Linked DNA regions of Mus musculus: all the other regions are linked to region 1. Evidence: chromatin contacts called from public promoter capture Hi-C data. All regions are on one chromosome and are shown on one strand. Each heading gives the region's core, a stretch centred on a gene start, on an enhancer-like site or on the middle of the called end of the contact. The rest is flanking DNA. Distances are from core to core; before and after follow the strand shown.

Region 1 (4,694 bases), core at 901-3,400:
AGAGAAATAGGACTCAAGTCTAAATACAGGATCAGTACAGTAAATAAATAGTGTGAGACTGGGTCTCATGTCTTCCAGGAGACTGGCTTTGAGCTTCTGTAGCTGAGGGTGATCTTGAACCCCTGACCCGACTCCCCTTTCAAGTGCTGGGCCCATAGGTATGAGCCACCACCACACCCATTTATGCAGAACCGAGCCAGCGCTCCGGTCCACCGAGCATTCATTACATCTTCTAAACTCGAATTTCTGATGCACTTTATGGACACAGCCTGAAGGCAGTTTGGCTTTTGTTTGTTTTGAGACAGGCATGGTTTTCCGTAGCCCAAGCTGGTCTCGCTTAGTATCCGGACTGCCCTTAAACTGACACATTTGCTCTACTTCCGAACTGCATGAGCACACTCAGCTCCGGGCAATTCCCTATCATTTCCGGGGTTTGGGATAAAGCTCAGAGGTCTGCAGCACTATAAGCAGCTGCTATATCAATGAGATACATTCCAATTTGTTGTTTGGCTTTTTTTTTTTTTTTTTTTTTTTTTTTGAGACAGGATCTAAATATGTAGCCGTAGTTAGCCTTGAACTTGGGGGCAGTCTTATTGCTTCAGCCTTTCAAGTCCCTGTGCAATATTTTTTAAATGGGCCTACATTTTGCACACATATCAAGTGAAGTTAGGTGTGGAATTTTCCACTTGCGGCCTCACGTGGACACTCAAATGCTTCAGATTTTCAAGCATTTCAGATTGGGGAATTTGACACTATACAGCTACAGTTTTAATCTATCACAGTGCCAGACAATGCTAAGGTTTCCCTGCGCCTGGCCTCATTTACCTCCTATTATAATCCCATGTATTGCCTATTGCTCAAAAGAGGAAACTGGGGGCCACTGAGGCCACAGAACCCACCCAAGGGGAAGCCACTGGTAAACACAGGGGATGTGAATCAAGACTGGTCTGGATCCAAAGCCCATTTCCTTAATCCTGACCCATGCCACTGGGTCTCAATACTGTGTCCTGCTGCGGTTGACAGAAACCCACAGGGTACAGAAAGAAACACACATCAGTTCTCGTAACCTCAAGACTAGGACAGGAGGCAACTCCTAAGGCCACATTCTCAGTTTTAGAGAAACTAAGTCATTTGCCTGAGGACGTGTTCAGTTGACACCCATCTTCTCATCTGGTCTCAGTTCCCCCAGGTGTAAAATAAGGACATCCTTTTATAACTGCATGGCCACGACCCCCGCCCCAAAATCTGTGCTATTTCCTTTCTCTCAGCTAGACATCTAGACTCGCTGCTCAAGGGTTCCTGGAACCTCACTCACCACGTACTTGGAGGGAGGGTCTTTGACAACATTGGCGCTGGTCACCTCAAAGAGCAGCCTCTGTGGAACTAGGGTGTTCCGAGACTTTTTCCAGAAATCCTGCAGCTGGCGGGCCAGGAGTTGACTGCTCCGTTGTCCATCAGGTGGGGGACTTCGTTCTGCACAAGCACATGACCCGTCATTATGGGGGTGGCTAGCTCCAGAGTTAACGTAAACAAAATGCCATGACCTCATTCACAGAAGCGAGATGTGCTTCACCCCAGCGCCTGGCTTACAGTGGATGCTAAACCTCCACCCGAAGCAGCTAGCACACACGTTTGTTTCCCTGGTCCTGTGCATTTAATATCTACAAAAAACCCGAGATGGTGTGATTCCCATAGTGTTGTGAGTCAAGGTCACACAGCCAAACCGTGTCTGGAAGAGCTTATAGTGTCAATAGTTTCAGAGAGAAAACTCAGGATGCCCTCGGACCGCGTCCAGCGGGGAGGCCTAACCGAGCCCCGGGGTTCCTGTCTGTCCTCCCGCACTCGCCTGCGTCTTCTCCCGATGCCCCGTCTCCTGAGGGCGGCGAGTCGAGGCCCGCCTCGTCGTCCTCGTCTTCGTCGTCAGGGTCATCCTCCGCACTAGTGAAGCTGAGGGTGCCACTGAGGCGGGAGGACAGGCCCTCGGCGTCATCGTCCTCCAGCTCTGAGCTCTCAGGGAACTGCTCGGCCTCTGGGCCCGCCGCCGCCTCCCCGGGGCCATCGCTGGCCAGGGCGTGTCGCAGCCGGTGTAGGAGCCGCGAGGCCATGGCACCCAGGGGGGAGCGCGCCACGCTGGGTCCAGGGCTGAAGAGGGAGGGGACCCCCGCCCGGAGAGGGACCCGGGGGCGTGTCAGGGGCGTGGCACAAGAGGCCACGCCCACGGGCCGCGGCCGCTGGGGACGTGCGGGAGGCCGGCCTCTGCCCTGTTCCTCCCGCAGGCCGGGACGCGCCTCCACCCACCGCGTCCCAAGTGCGTTCGGGGCGGGCTCCCGGGATTTGGTGCAGCAGCCTGGCGGATTTAAGAGGCTCTCCGCCCAGGCAGCTCACGGCGCCGCCTCGCTGCTTCCTGCCGCCGCTCCGCCTCCGCCCCGCCAGCTCCCTCTCCCGGAGCTGTTAGAATCCCAAGCCGCTGCCTGCGGGAGGGACGCGGAGGGCAGCCGGGCGGGCCAAGGCTTCCCCCGAAACCCAGCCGGATCGTGGTGGCCGCGCCCCCTCTTGGACTCGCCCACCCCTCCTGGTCTCCTGAGGCCGCCCCAAGCTTTACCCCTAATCTCCATACAGTGCCATGTAACTTTACAGTGTAATTTCGCGGCATTTGGGAGCTCGGCTCTCCCTTGAGTGAAGCTTGAAATCCGGTTTCGTCCAGCCTAGGTTTTCTCATATGAAACAAGAATACTAATACTCATACTAAATTTTCACTCATACTAAATTTTCAGCTCTTGTAAAAACCCCAGTCCGGTGCCTGTGTGAGAAACCTAGCCCTTCCCAGTTTCGTTTGAACTTAACCTGGGGGAAGTAGTCAAAGAGGAAAACATCCAGAGAGGCTGTTACTTGTTCAAGGTTGCCCAGTTTGTCAGAGATCTCTAGCGTGGGAGCTCTTGAACTGATTTATTTTCCCACGCGTGCGGGGTTGCTTGGGTAATCTCTATAACTCTCTTGGAGAACTGCAGTTTATCTTTTACTGCAGGGTAGCAGTAGTCAGGAAAATGATTGCTGATCCCTGTCCCAAGGCTTACATGTCAGACCTAGCAGGCAGATTTGGCTAGTTAGACAATAAAACAAGTTATCTCAAAGGCCAGGTGTGGTGCTCCTGTGGCTCATGCCATTAATCCTAGCCCTGGCTCTCGGGAGGCAAAGGTAGGAGGATCATTGTGAGTTCAAGAACAGCCTGGTTTACTGTTGAGGTCCAGAACTAAATAGAGACCCTGCCTCAAAATTATCTCAGACAGTATCAAAATTAAGTATCTCCTATCCCCTTTTAGGGCGTGGGAGAGGGATGGAGGATATGAACGGAAAGACCTTCCTGGCCTTTACTGAACAGAAGGGTCTCAGATTTTAGCACTCATGGCGTCTTGTAAGTATTTCATACACTGTCACATGTCAGTCTCAGAGGATGAAGTTACAGTAATGATTATTTTTCTAAACGATTTATTTATTTCATATATGTGGTTATACTGTCGCTGTCTTCAGACACAGCAGAAAATGGCATTGGATGACCATTACAGATGGTTGCTGGGAATTGAACTTAGGACCTATGGAAGAGCAGTCAGTGCTCTTAGCCACTGAGCCATCTCTCCAGCCCCTCCCCCCCCCCTTGATGGTTCTTTTTTAATATGAGGAAACTAAGGCTGAGACTGGAAAGATGGTTTAGTGGTTAAGGGTGTGTATTTAGAAGAACTCTGGTAGAAGACCAGAGCTTGGTTTTCAGTACCCAAACTGGCAGTTATAGGCGCCCTCTTCTGGCCTCCAAAAGTTCCTGCACACATGTACACAAAACCCAAACACAAATACACATAATTAAAAACAGAATAAGTCTTAGAAAAAAGCCAGGTGTGGTGGTGCACACTTTTAATCCCAGCATTCGGGAGGCAGACAGGTGGATTTCTATGAATTCAAGAGCAGCCCGGTCTGCAGAGTGAGTTCTAGGTCAACCACGGTCACATAGTGAAACCCAGAGAGAAAAGGAGAAACGCTCCCATGTGGCGGAAAGTAGGGGAGCTGGGGCTTCTTAAGCTCACTGGTTATTTGAAGTTCTGACTACTCTGCATTTGCAGACTGTGAGGACAAAGGAGACACCACATATTTATTTCTACTATTGGCTGATTATTAACTTTCCCTTTGGTATATGCCACGCAAGTCTGAGTGCACAGCCCTCAGGTCAGCCAGGCATGACCATGCACACCTGTAACTCTAGAACTTGGGAGGCTTCGGCAGAAGGATCAGGAGTTCAAGACCTACCTCAAAACAGCAAATAAATAAACAGGAAGAAAAGAAGGGGAAAAGAGCTTGTGTTCATAGCAGTAGGGCTAGAAATCTGGTTCTGTCTGATCAGGCAGGATGGCCAGCATGCTTGCAATTGTGGCACCTGGAAGGCTGAGGGCACCGGGCAGTGGTGGCGCACGCCTTTAATCCCAGCACTCGGGAGGCAGAGGCAGGTGGATTTCTGAGTTCGAGGCCAGCCTGATCTACAGAGTGAGTTCCAGGACAGCCAGGGCTACACAGAGAAACCCTGTCTCGAAAAACAAAAAATAAAATAAAACAAAACAAAAACCTAAAAACCAAAACAAAACAAAACAAAAAAAACAGGGGCAACCTGAACTATGTAGTGAGTCCCTGCTTCAAAAGAAAGAAAGAGA
Region 2 (4,694 bases), core at 1,529-4,028, 1.2 Mb after region 1:
CTGAGCCCGCAACTTGGGCAGAGGCCAGCAAGTGTCCCCTTGCTGGGCAGCATAGGCCCCCTGAGGTCAGCAGGCCACTTCCATTTCCCAGTTAAGAACACTGAGGCTCAAAGAGAACAAGGGACTTGTCCAGCATCGTTACACTGCTTCCAGGCAGAGGGACTGGGTTTATGGCTTAGTATACTGTGCCCTAACCATGTTACCCTTGCCTGGGGATCTGTGGAGACTTTAAAAACAAGACCCTTCTGCTGTTTCTGGATCGGGGATGGAATGTGGGAGCAGACATCCTTAACATCTTCTAGCCATTAGCTCAGGATGGTCCCCCAATCACTTTGGAGGACAACCTCCTATAACCTCAACTCTCAGAGCTCTGTGAACTCCAGAAGGGCATACGGACCCTTCCGACATATGCCGAGTCCTGGAGACCGCCCGTATAGAGATCAGGATCAAGCAAGCACAAGGAAATCCCTTGTAAACCTTATATGCTGTTCTACCTGTCCCCGTTTTACAGATGAAGAAACTGAGGCTGGGGAGGAGGGTTTTTTTTTTCAGAGCTGGGGGTGACTGTTGTGTCTTCAGGACACTTAATCAGGTACAGGAACACAGAACTCCTAGATACTGAAGAGGCTATGTGGTGGCCAGGAGTGTGACAGCAAATACTGTCCCTGTTTGGGGGGGGGGGGTCACGTGTTACCATCTCCGGCAGAAGCAAGTTGTTCGCCCTGAACACTTCCCTGAGTAAACCCCTCTGAATCACCCCTGTCCAACGAAGCTGGGGTAAAGAAACCCATTTCCATACTGCACAAGAGACAAAGAAGGAGGTAGTGTACCCAAGGTCACATGGTACTTGGCAAGAGATACTAGGGGCAAGCATCGGGGGAGGGGGGAGGGGGCAGGGGGACTGACCATGGACAGAGCCCACACGCTGCCTCCTCCTTCTAGCTAGATTGAGAGCGCACACAGCTTTCCAGACCTAAGCTTTGAATTCTGAAAGGAAGAGGAAGCATCATGGAGGGAGGGTGGTGGCAGGCCAGCCTCAGCCAAGTGCCATCTCTCTCTCCAGTGCTAGCCTTGAACCTGGTCCCGTCCCTTCCAGAAGCTTCCCAGGACACCTGCCTTCTCAACCCTCTGGCAAAGGAAACACCCACCACCCCACAGACACATACTCGGTGATATTGGAGCAGGTGTTTGAAGGATGGTGACACAGGGACAACAGAGACACAAAACACACAAGCTGCTGCCACGAATGCCAAGTTTTGGTAGAGAGTCACAGTGAAGAAGACTCTCACAACATAACCCTGGTGCTTTAGAAGGCTGGATCAAAGGACCTCAAGTTCCAGGCTGGCCTGGGAGTATGTTCTAAGTTTCAAGCCAGCTCAGGAACACATATGCCCTGTATCAAAAACCAAAACCAAAAACAAACAAACAAACAAACAAACAAAACCAGGCTGGGTCTAGTGGGTGCATGCCTTTAAACTTGGCATTTGGGAAGCAGAGGCAGGTGGCACTCTTGTGAGTTTGAGAATAGCCTGGTCTATGTAGTGAGTTTCAGGACAGCTAGAGCTACGTAGAGACCCTCTCTCAAAAAAATAAAACAACCAACCAAACAAAAAGAGTCCTACCAAATTGACACTACACAATCTTGTATACCAGAGAGTGGTGCCCAGTATCACAGGGGCTATATGCACATATCAAAAGCAAAATGCCATGCAGGGCCACCAGGCAGAAAGCACAGGGTATGGCCACATTTACAAGTATGTTAGATCTGTCATCCACATTTACAGACACTATACATACAAATATGTATTCAAACCAAACCAACCAAACAAACAAAACCAAAACCAAACCAAAAACCAAAAACCAAAAGATCCTGGAGACAGAACTACAGACCATTCGACGCATACAGATGAAGCTGGGACACAAACTCAAAAAGGGGAAAAGGCACGCAGCTGTATTGCATTTGCCGTGCCTCTCATACTCTTACAAGGACACCTAGGACCGTACGTGTAAACGCACACCGCTATGTTGGCCTTTTAGACAGGAAGCCCAGAAATTCTACTTTTCTCCTGAACTCCAGTTTCCCAAAGTCTGAAACGCAGCCGTGCCTCCTGTCACAATCACTAGAGACAAGACAGACCTTTTGTAGCTTGCACGTAAAAGGGCCCAGGGGCCCGAAGATAGGGCCATGTTGGACAGGATTGATTTCTGCAGCCACCCGGAGGAAGCTCACTATCACGGCCCCATTTCCTTAACATGGTAATCGGGACAGCCTAAGACCCCCGGGGGCCTAAGTAGGGAGGGTCTGGGGAATTTTTCTGTTGGAAATCCACCTCGGCAGGCCTCGGTCACCCAGAATGCCTCTGGCCACAGTACGACGAAGGCCCATTTGCTTCGCCTGGCAACACCTGTACGAGCCTATAGGACCAACCTACAATTTTCTGCATTTTCCCTCCCATCCCAAAGTCTAGTGCCAAAGACCCGCTCCATACCTCAGTCCAACTGCCCCCACCTACCATTGCCCATGGTCAACACCTGCACATTTTCAAACTCCAGGGTGGTGTAGGCTGGGTCCAGGGCAGCGCTGTAGTCGGCCATATCCATGCCGGCAAGGGTTTTAGAGAGTCGCATTCTCCCCTACCCACGCCTTAGCCCCCTGTCCTGCCCGGCCCAGGATGCCACCCAAGCCCCTGGGCTGAGCCCCAGCCCCCCCCGTCCCCGCCCTCCTCCTGCCTCCTCCCAGGTCCCTTCTCTGCCTTCCTCTCTTTCAAACTGTCCTCTGGGAGACTCAGCCTGGCGTCCTGGCCTAGCCTCTGCAGAGGGTGGAGGCTCTGTGGGGAGGGGTAGGAGTTAATGGTTAATCACCCCCGTTGCTGGGTAGGCTGGGTGGAGCCACGAGGATTTGGCTGTTTGTTGGTTTCTGACTGACACCTGGGGTGCTAATTACAACTGTTGCCCCCCCCCCCACCTCCCGCTCATTAATAGTCACTTACCAATCTTCCAAGGCAGGCACCCAACAGGACTGGCATTGGTTGGACCCCTTGCCTCAGCAGCCCCCAAGTCTCACCAAGGTGGACAACCCAGCTGACATGTTTAGACACTGGCAAGCCTACCACTATGAAGCCCTAAGCCAATCACGTCCCAGATCATTGACTTCTATCCTCAATTTGAGATAAAGCTGTCCTGGGTCGCTTGAACTGGAAACCTAACACCCAAGCCCACACTTGGGTCTTTCGGATCTTGCTGAAGAGGATTCTTCTGGTTCCCTTCTGGTTTGTCACATGCTTTGGGAACCGCTGGGACTCACCCAGCGGTTGGATATCTCTTGGTTGCTCCAGCTGAACCATAGATGGTTTCCTGAAAACACTGAATGCTTGCACAGTGCATACCCCTCCCAGGACAGGCACAGACAAGAGCTGCAGCCCATAGACCTGGGCTTCCGCTCAGGCACCTGCCCCATGAGAACTGTGACACTAAGTAAATGATTCTCCTCCCAAGCCTCAGTTTCCATCTCCTAGACTGCATGGGGCAATCTGAAAGGGTAGTTTGGGTAATACATAAGATCTAAAAATAACTGTCAAGGTGCGTTGGCTAACGCCTCACCCCCAAACCATCATTTTGTCTTGCTATGGAGCCCAAGTTGAGCTCAAATTCTTGACACTCCTGCCTCAGCCTTCCAAGAGCTGGAACTAACAGGAATGTGCCACCATGCCCAACTAATTCCTCTTCTCATTTTAGGGTCCCTCTTCCCTTTTGCCCAAACTAACTTCCTTCCTTCCTTCCTTCCTTCCTTCTTTCCTTCCTTCCTTCCTTCCTTCCTCCCTCCCTCCCTCCCTCCCCCCTCTTTCTTTCTTTCTTTCTTTCTTTCTTTCTTTCTTTCTTTCTTTCTTTCTTTCTTTCTTTTTCTTTTCTTTCTTTTTTTTTTTTTTTTTTTGGTTTTTCGAGACAGGGTTTCTCTGTATAGCCCTGGCTGTCCTGGAACTCACTTTGTAGACCAGGCTGGCCTCGAACTCAGAAATCCGCCTGCCTCTGCCTCCCCGAGTGCTGGGATTAAAGCCATGCGCCACCACGCCCGGCTTTCCGTTTCTTTCTATCCACCTTTTCCCCCTTTTCTCTGCATGGCTCAACATTCATTCCATTCTTTTAAAGGGTTTTTTTAAAAAATACAATATTTGTATGAGTGTTTTGCCTGCATGTATGTCTGTGCACCACATGCATACCTGGTGCCTATGGAGGCCAGAAGAGGGTGTTGGATCCCCTGGAATTGGAGTTACAGACAGTTGTGAGCTGCCATGTGGGTGCTGGGAATTAAACTCTGGTCCTCTGAAAAAGCAGCCAGTGCTCTTAACCACTGAGCCATCTCTCAATCCTACCCCTACCTTTTTTTAGCCTTTAAAACCCTTTTTCTTTAAATGTTCATTTCACTGTCTACATCCTTTATAAGGCTTGACTCTGGGCCTGGGGCACCTGTCCCTTTGTGTAGTCCCCCTCTGTGTTCTCTGCTGACACTTTTGAGACTCCCACTAGCTGGAGAAAGGAAGTCACAGAAGGCCGACTGTGAGGGCAGGACCTTAGGAAGCTTCAGGGCCTGTCTTGCTCAGCTAGTTGAAAGAGCAATTCAGAGGACATGGTAACGACACAGGGCAAGACTGAGAAACAGAGTCTGCTCTGGGATGAGAGAATGAACCAGAAAAGTC
Region 3 (4,694 bases), core at 1,134-3,633, 1.1 Mb after region 1:
AGAGTCAGATGCAGATCTTTTCATCCAACCGATGGACAGAAGCTTCTGACCCCTGTGGTTGAATTAGGGAAGGCTGAACGAAGCTGAGGAGGAGCACTACCCTGTAGGAGGACCAGCAGTCTCAATTAATCTGGACCCCCCAAGATCTCTCAAACACTGGACCACCAAACAACAAGTAGCACACACCCGGCTGATATGAATCCCCCAACACACATACAGCAGAGGACCCCCGGGGTTTGTGTTCAATTACAGATGATAGCACCTAACCCTCAAGAGACTGGAGGCCCCCAGGGAGTTTAGAGGTCAGGTAGGGTAGAGGGTGGGGACAGCCTCTTGGAGACAGGGAGGTAGGGAGGAGGTATGGGATGTGGAACAGTTGAGGGTGGGGAGGGGGAATAAAATCTGGAGTGTAGATAGATAGATAAATAAATAAATAAATAAATAAGCAGATGGGAAAAAAATCAAACCTGGGGTTTTTTTTTTTTCATGTTATAGTGACTGGAGTCATGTTATAGTGTTGCTGTCTCATCCTCTGTTTCTTCAATCCTTGATCCCTCCCTAGAGACCCTGTTGACAGAGATGGCTTGGCCACTCCCTCTATAGGCCAAGCACAAGGATCCTAGGTGTATACCACCAAGCCCAGCCCAACCTTGACCTTCTTATCCTCCGACCGCTTCAGGCCAAGTACAAGGTGTATATTGGTCACCAGGCCTGGCTTACGTAGAGGTGGAGTTCAAATACTAGACAAGCACTCTACCAATTGAACTACAATCCTCAGCCCTTGAATAAACTTCTACTGAAAAAAAAATCCTCCTGTATATACCATCTCATATTACTTATTGAGTGAAATTGTTGGTTTCTGGGTGGAAGCCAGAAAAAAGAAAACTCATTTCCAGAGATAAGCTTAAAACTGAAAGCTTTATTTTCTAAGCATGCAGGGAGCCGGCCAGTTTGGGATCTGTACTTTTTTTTTTTTTTTTTTTTTTTTTTTTTTTTTTTTTGGTTTTTCGAGACAGGGTTTCTCAGTGTAGCCCTGGCTGTCCTGGAACTCACTCTGTAGACCAGGCTGGCCTCAAACTCAGAAATCCTCCTGCCCCTGCCTCCCAAGTGCTGGGATTAAAGGCGTGCACCACCACCGCCTGGCTGGGATCTGTACATTTTTAAGGGATGGGAACCCAAAGCAGGGGGTAGTGGGGAGCCTCAGTATTATCTAATTGTATTTTGATATTATGGGTACCTATTGGAGACTGGGCTGTATCCTGGGCACCTGGCTTCAAGGTCATTAATTCAGCTCTTGGAGTCAAGTCTTCTGGACTCTGGCCCGGAATTTTAGAATGATAAGGGAACAGAGGAGTGGGCGAGCTGCATGTAGTCAATTAGTGCATAACAGGCAATGGTTATAGGTTTTTATAACTTATGCATGTTGGCTCAGATAACAGTAGTTTCTATATTCTTTACTGGTTAACAGACAAGAAAACATTTGGACAAGTGGGGTAGGCATTCGGAGCAGGACCTTGTTTGGCCCGGCCTTCAAGGAGGGGAAGTTGTCCCTGAAATATCTGGACTCAGACAATTGTTTTCAACCGAGGTTGCTGAGCTGTTGGTAAAGTCCCCAGCTCCCCCAGGGCCTGAGACCTTGAATTTAGAAAACGAAAACGGTAGTACTTAGCATAAGTTTCTTTTGCTTGTTCCCAACAAAATGAGGACATGACTGCTCCAAGGTATGGCTGAGGAGAAAATTTTTATTATAGATATGAGAACGAGTACAGCCAGAGGCATCGGGAAGAGTCTAGGACAGGGAAAGTAGTGAGCTGAACCTGGCCAGCAGACTGACCCCCGCGGAGGGAGGGGGCAGGGGGAAAGGGGGGCAGGGGAAAAGAGGAAGGGGGAAAGGGGAAGGGGAGACAAGGCTGGAGAAGTTTCCGGTAGGGTGTGGGGTAAGAAGAGTGGCTTTTTTGTTCGTCTGAAACTCTATGTAGCACAGGATAGTTTTGAACTCCTGATCCTCCAGCCTCATCCTCTTTAGTTCTGGGATTACAGATGCTAACTGATTATTGAATGGCCCAACATAGCCTGTTTGCCTCTGAGTTTGCCAACATTCCATCTCTCAATAATCACAAAGTACTGCCCAGCCACGACTTAACAGTCTGTAGGATCTTTATTTAATTCGGATGTAGCTTCTTCCGAGGATAAGTGCAGTTCGTAGGGAACATGCTGTCTTTCTGCACCTTTATGTTGCCTCTGACCACCAGCGCCCCAAGCGAGCCCGGAGTTGTATGCCACGAACCCTCTACGTCCTCTGCCACCCCAGCAGTCTTAGGCTCCGCCTTCTCCCCCTCCGTGGGCGGGGCCACCCAATGACGTAAACTGGGCGTCCTGCGAAGGGCGGGCCCTGTTTCCGGCTTGAGGATCCGTCGCGTTTCTGAGGCGACGCCTCAGTCAGCAGTTAGGATCCGCTCGGAGCGGTCGGTCTCGGCCCCGGCGTCACCATGGGGGCCGTCCTCGGCGTCTTCTCCCTCGCCAGCTGGGTGAGTCCCGAGGCCTCGGCCGTCCGGGGCCTGAGGCGCGCAGGGGGTGGGTGTCGGGCCGCCCGAGGCGGACCCTCCACTCTCTGAGGCTAACAGAGAGGAGCGGGCAGGCCCAGGGTCCAGGCCCGGTAGCCGTCGTCCCGGAGTCGGGGTGCGGCGGCTCGGCTGGCTCTCGCTGTGGGCGGAGGGTCGCGGGAGGCCGGACCGCCATTGTTTACAATTTCGACGCCCCGCCCCCGCCAGCCTTCCGGACCCAGGGTTCCCGCGGCCAGGCGACGCCGAGGTTCCACGGCGCGGGTTCCTGAGTGGCTAGAGGATGGCGTCAGGGAATTTAGGGCCACTGTAGTCATTTTTCTTCATAGTTCGGCATATGCCAGCGCTACTGAGTGGGGTTGGGAGCGGGGCTTTTAAGTCAGCCCTGCTGCAGGTCGCGAGCAAAAGGCGTTTAATTAGAAGCCCCGCGGCCTAAATATTTTCGAATTAAACACCCTAGCATTCCTCTCCTCCAGAACTGTTGTGAGGATAAAGTAAAGAAATTAGTCCGATTCCCCTTGTCAATGGTAAAACGTTTTTAGAAGTTAATTTTAGGATCTCTTTAACCTAAGGAATAATCTAACAAATCTGCCTCAGAGGAACTTGGTAGCTTGAACCACAGTGCCTAATTGTTTTCTCCTTCCCGAGCTGATGTAATGAACCAAGGACTCAGGCTCTGCTCATGTCAATGGCATGTCTCAGGGCAGAAGTAATGTCGAAGATATCTTGTATATTTTTCTCCTCCTGGTTTAAAACCATAATTTGAAAATATCCTATCCAGGTGTTCATATCTAGAAACTCCTTGCATATATTGTTAATTCAGTTTTTACCCAGTAGGGGGTTAGGATACCAGAGTGGAATGAGAGAAGAGTACGAAATTAAAGGCTGTGGAGGGCCATGGCAGATCATTTGTTATTTGTTTTGAGACCCTGTCTCAAAACAGGGAGGTGCAAATTACAGTTTATGGGTAGGTTTTTAGAGGCTGTGGGTTTAGTCTCCAATTGCCACTATCCACCCCCATCTCCCATCCCACGCCAAAAAAGGGGGACAGAATATCAGGGAGCCAAATCATGCAGATACCCACTGTATGCCTTTATTTTTTAGGCAATCTCTTTGGTCATTCTGGGTGTTTAAGATTGCACCCAGGACCTTGTTTGTCCAAAGCTTATCTCTGAGAGCTCCTCCAGCTACACCTCCAGTCCAGTCTGGATTAAAGATTTCAAAGGACTTTTGTACGTGTTTAATTTTTGCCTTATTGAGATAGGTCACCAGATCTCCCTGAGTATCCCATGCTGGCCTTTCATTCACAGTTCTCCTTATTGGGATTGTAGGAAGGTGTTACTCCTGGCAAAGAAGTTTGGCCTTTACTTTTTTTGAAATATGGTTTTACGTTGTAGCCCAGGTTGGCCTTGAACTTTTAGCAATCCTCCTACCTCAGCCTAGTGCCGAAACTACAGATGTGAGTCCCCACTACTGGCATGTCTTAGTAAAATGCTTCACATTATTATTACTTGGGGCGGCGGGGTGGGGGTGGGGGCAGGATTTCACTCTGTTAGCTCAGCCTGTCTAGAACTGCAGATCCTTCTGCCTCAGCCTCCTGAGTGCTGCGGTTACAGAAGTATGCCACTTTCCTGGCTTTTTTTTTTTTTTTTTTTTTCCTGAAAAGAGTGTATCTGTGGAAGACTGAGTTTTGGTGATGAGTAACTCAGGTGATTAGGTCTTGCTGAAAGACCCCCCGAGACGGGTAGTCGATCAATCTGAGGAGACCCTCCCAAGGAACAGCGAGACCACGATTCGGATGCAAACAACAAGAGGCTTTATTGGTAACACGGGTACCCGGGCGACTCAGTCTATCGGAGGACTGGCGCGCCGAGTGTGGAGTTTTTACTCCTTTTATAGGGCTGGGGAGCAAAAAGCGCGGGTACAGAAGCGAGAAGCGAGCTGATTGGTTAGTTCAAATAAGGCTAGGGGAAAGTCCCGGCCATTTGGGGAACCTTGAAACTGATGTGGGGCAGTCTCGAAACTGTTGCTGGTTCCGCTCTATCTGGGTACCATCTGTTCTTGGCTGGTGGGGCAGTCTCGAAACTGTTGCTGGTTCCGCTCTATCTGGGTACCATCTGTTCTTGGCCCTGA

What was found. Promoter capture Hi-C pulls out the DNA fragments that hold promoters and counts their contacts.
Region 2: a promoter capture Hi-C map of liver shows a contact between it and region 1, with 3 times the contacts expected there. The contact joins the promoter of Hnf4a here to the promoter of Snx21 in region 1. A contact is called at or near these places in 2 of 39 promoter capture datasets (liver and pre-B cells) and 1 of 115 datasets of contacts at active chromatin or transcription factors (pancreatic cancer cells).
Region 3: a promoter capture Hi-C map of liver shows a contact between it and region 1, with 2.2 times the contacts expected there. The contact joins the promoter of Serinc3 here to the promoter of Snx21 in region 1. A contact is called at or near these places in 2 of 39 promoter capture datasets (liver and pre-B cells) and 1 of 115 datasets of contacts at active chromatin or transcription factors (astrocytes).

What each region holds. Positions count from the first base shown.
Region 1 is chr2:164,783,477-164,788,170 of GRCm38.p6, reverse strand. Snx21 (sorting nexin family member 21) reads right to left here and starts at 2,150. Exons shown (of 3, transcript NM_133924.3): 1 at 1,847-2,150; 2 at 1,316-1,473. The coding sequence starts at 2,105.
Region 2 is chr2:163,545,239-163,549,932 of GRCm38.p6, reverse strand. It overlaps Hnf4a (hepatic nuclear factor 4, alpha), which reads right to left and starts at 2,778. Exons shown (of 10, transcript NM_008261.3): 1 at 2,514-2,778. The coding sequence starts at 2,628.
Region 3 is chr2:163,642,832-163,647,525 of GRCm38.p6, reverse strand. Serinc3 (serine incorporator 3) reads left to right here and starts at 2,383. Exons shown (of 10, transcript NM_012032.4): 1 at 2,383-2,528. The coding sequence starts at 2,490. It overlaps 0610039K10Rik (RIKEN cDNA 0610039K10 gene), which reads right to left and starts at 2,676. Exons shown (of 1, transcript NR_028113.1): 1 at 1,726-2,676.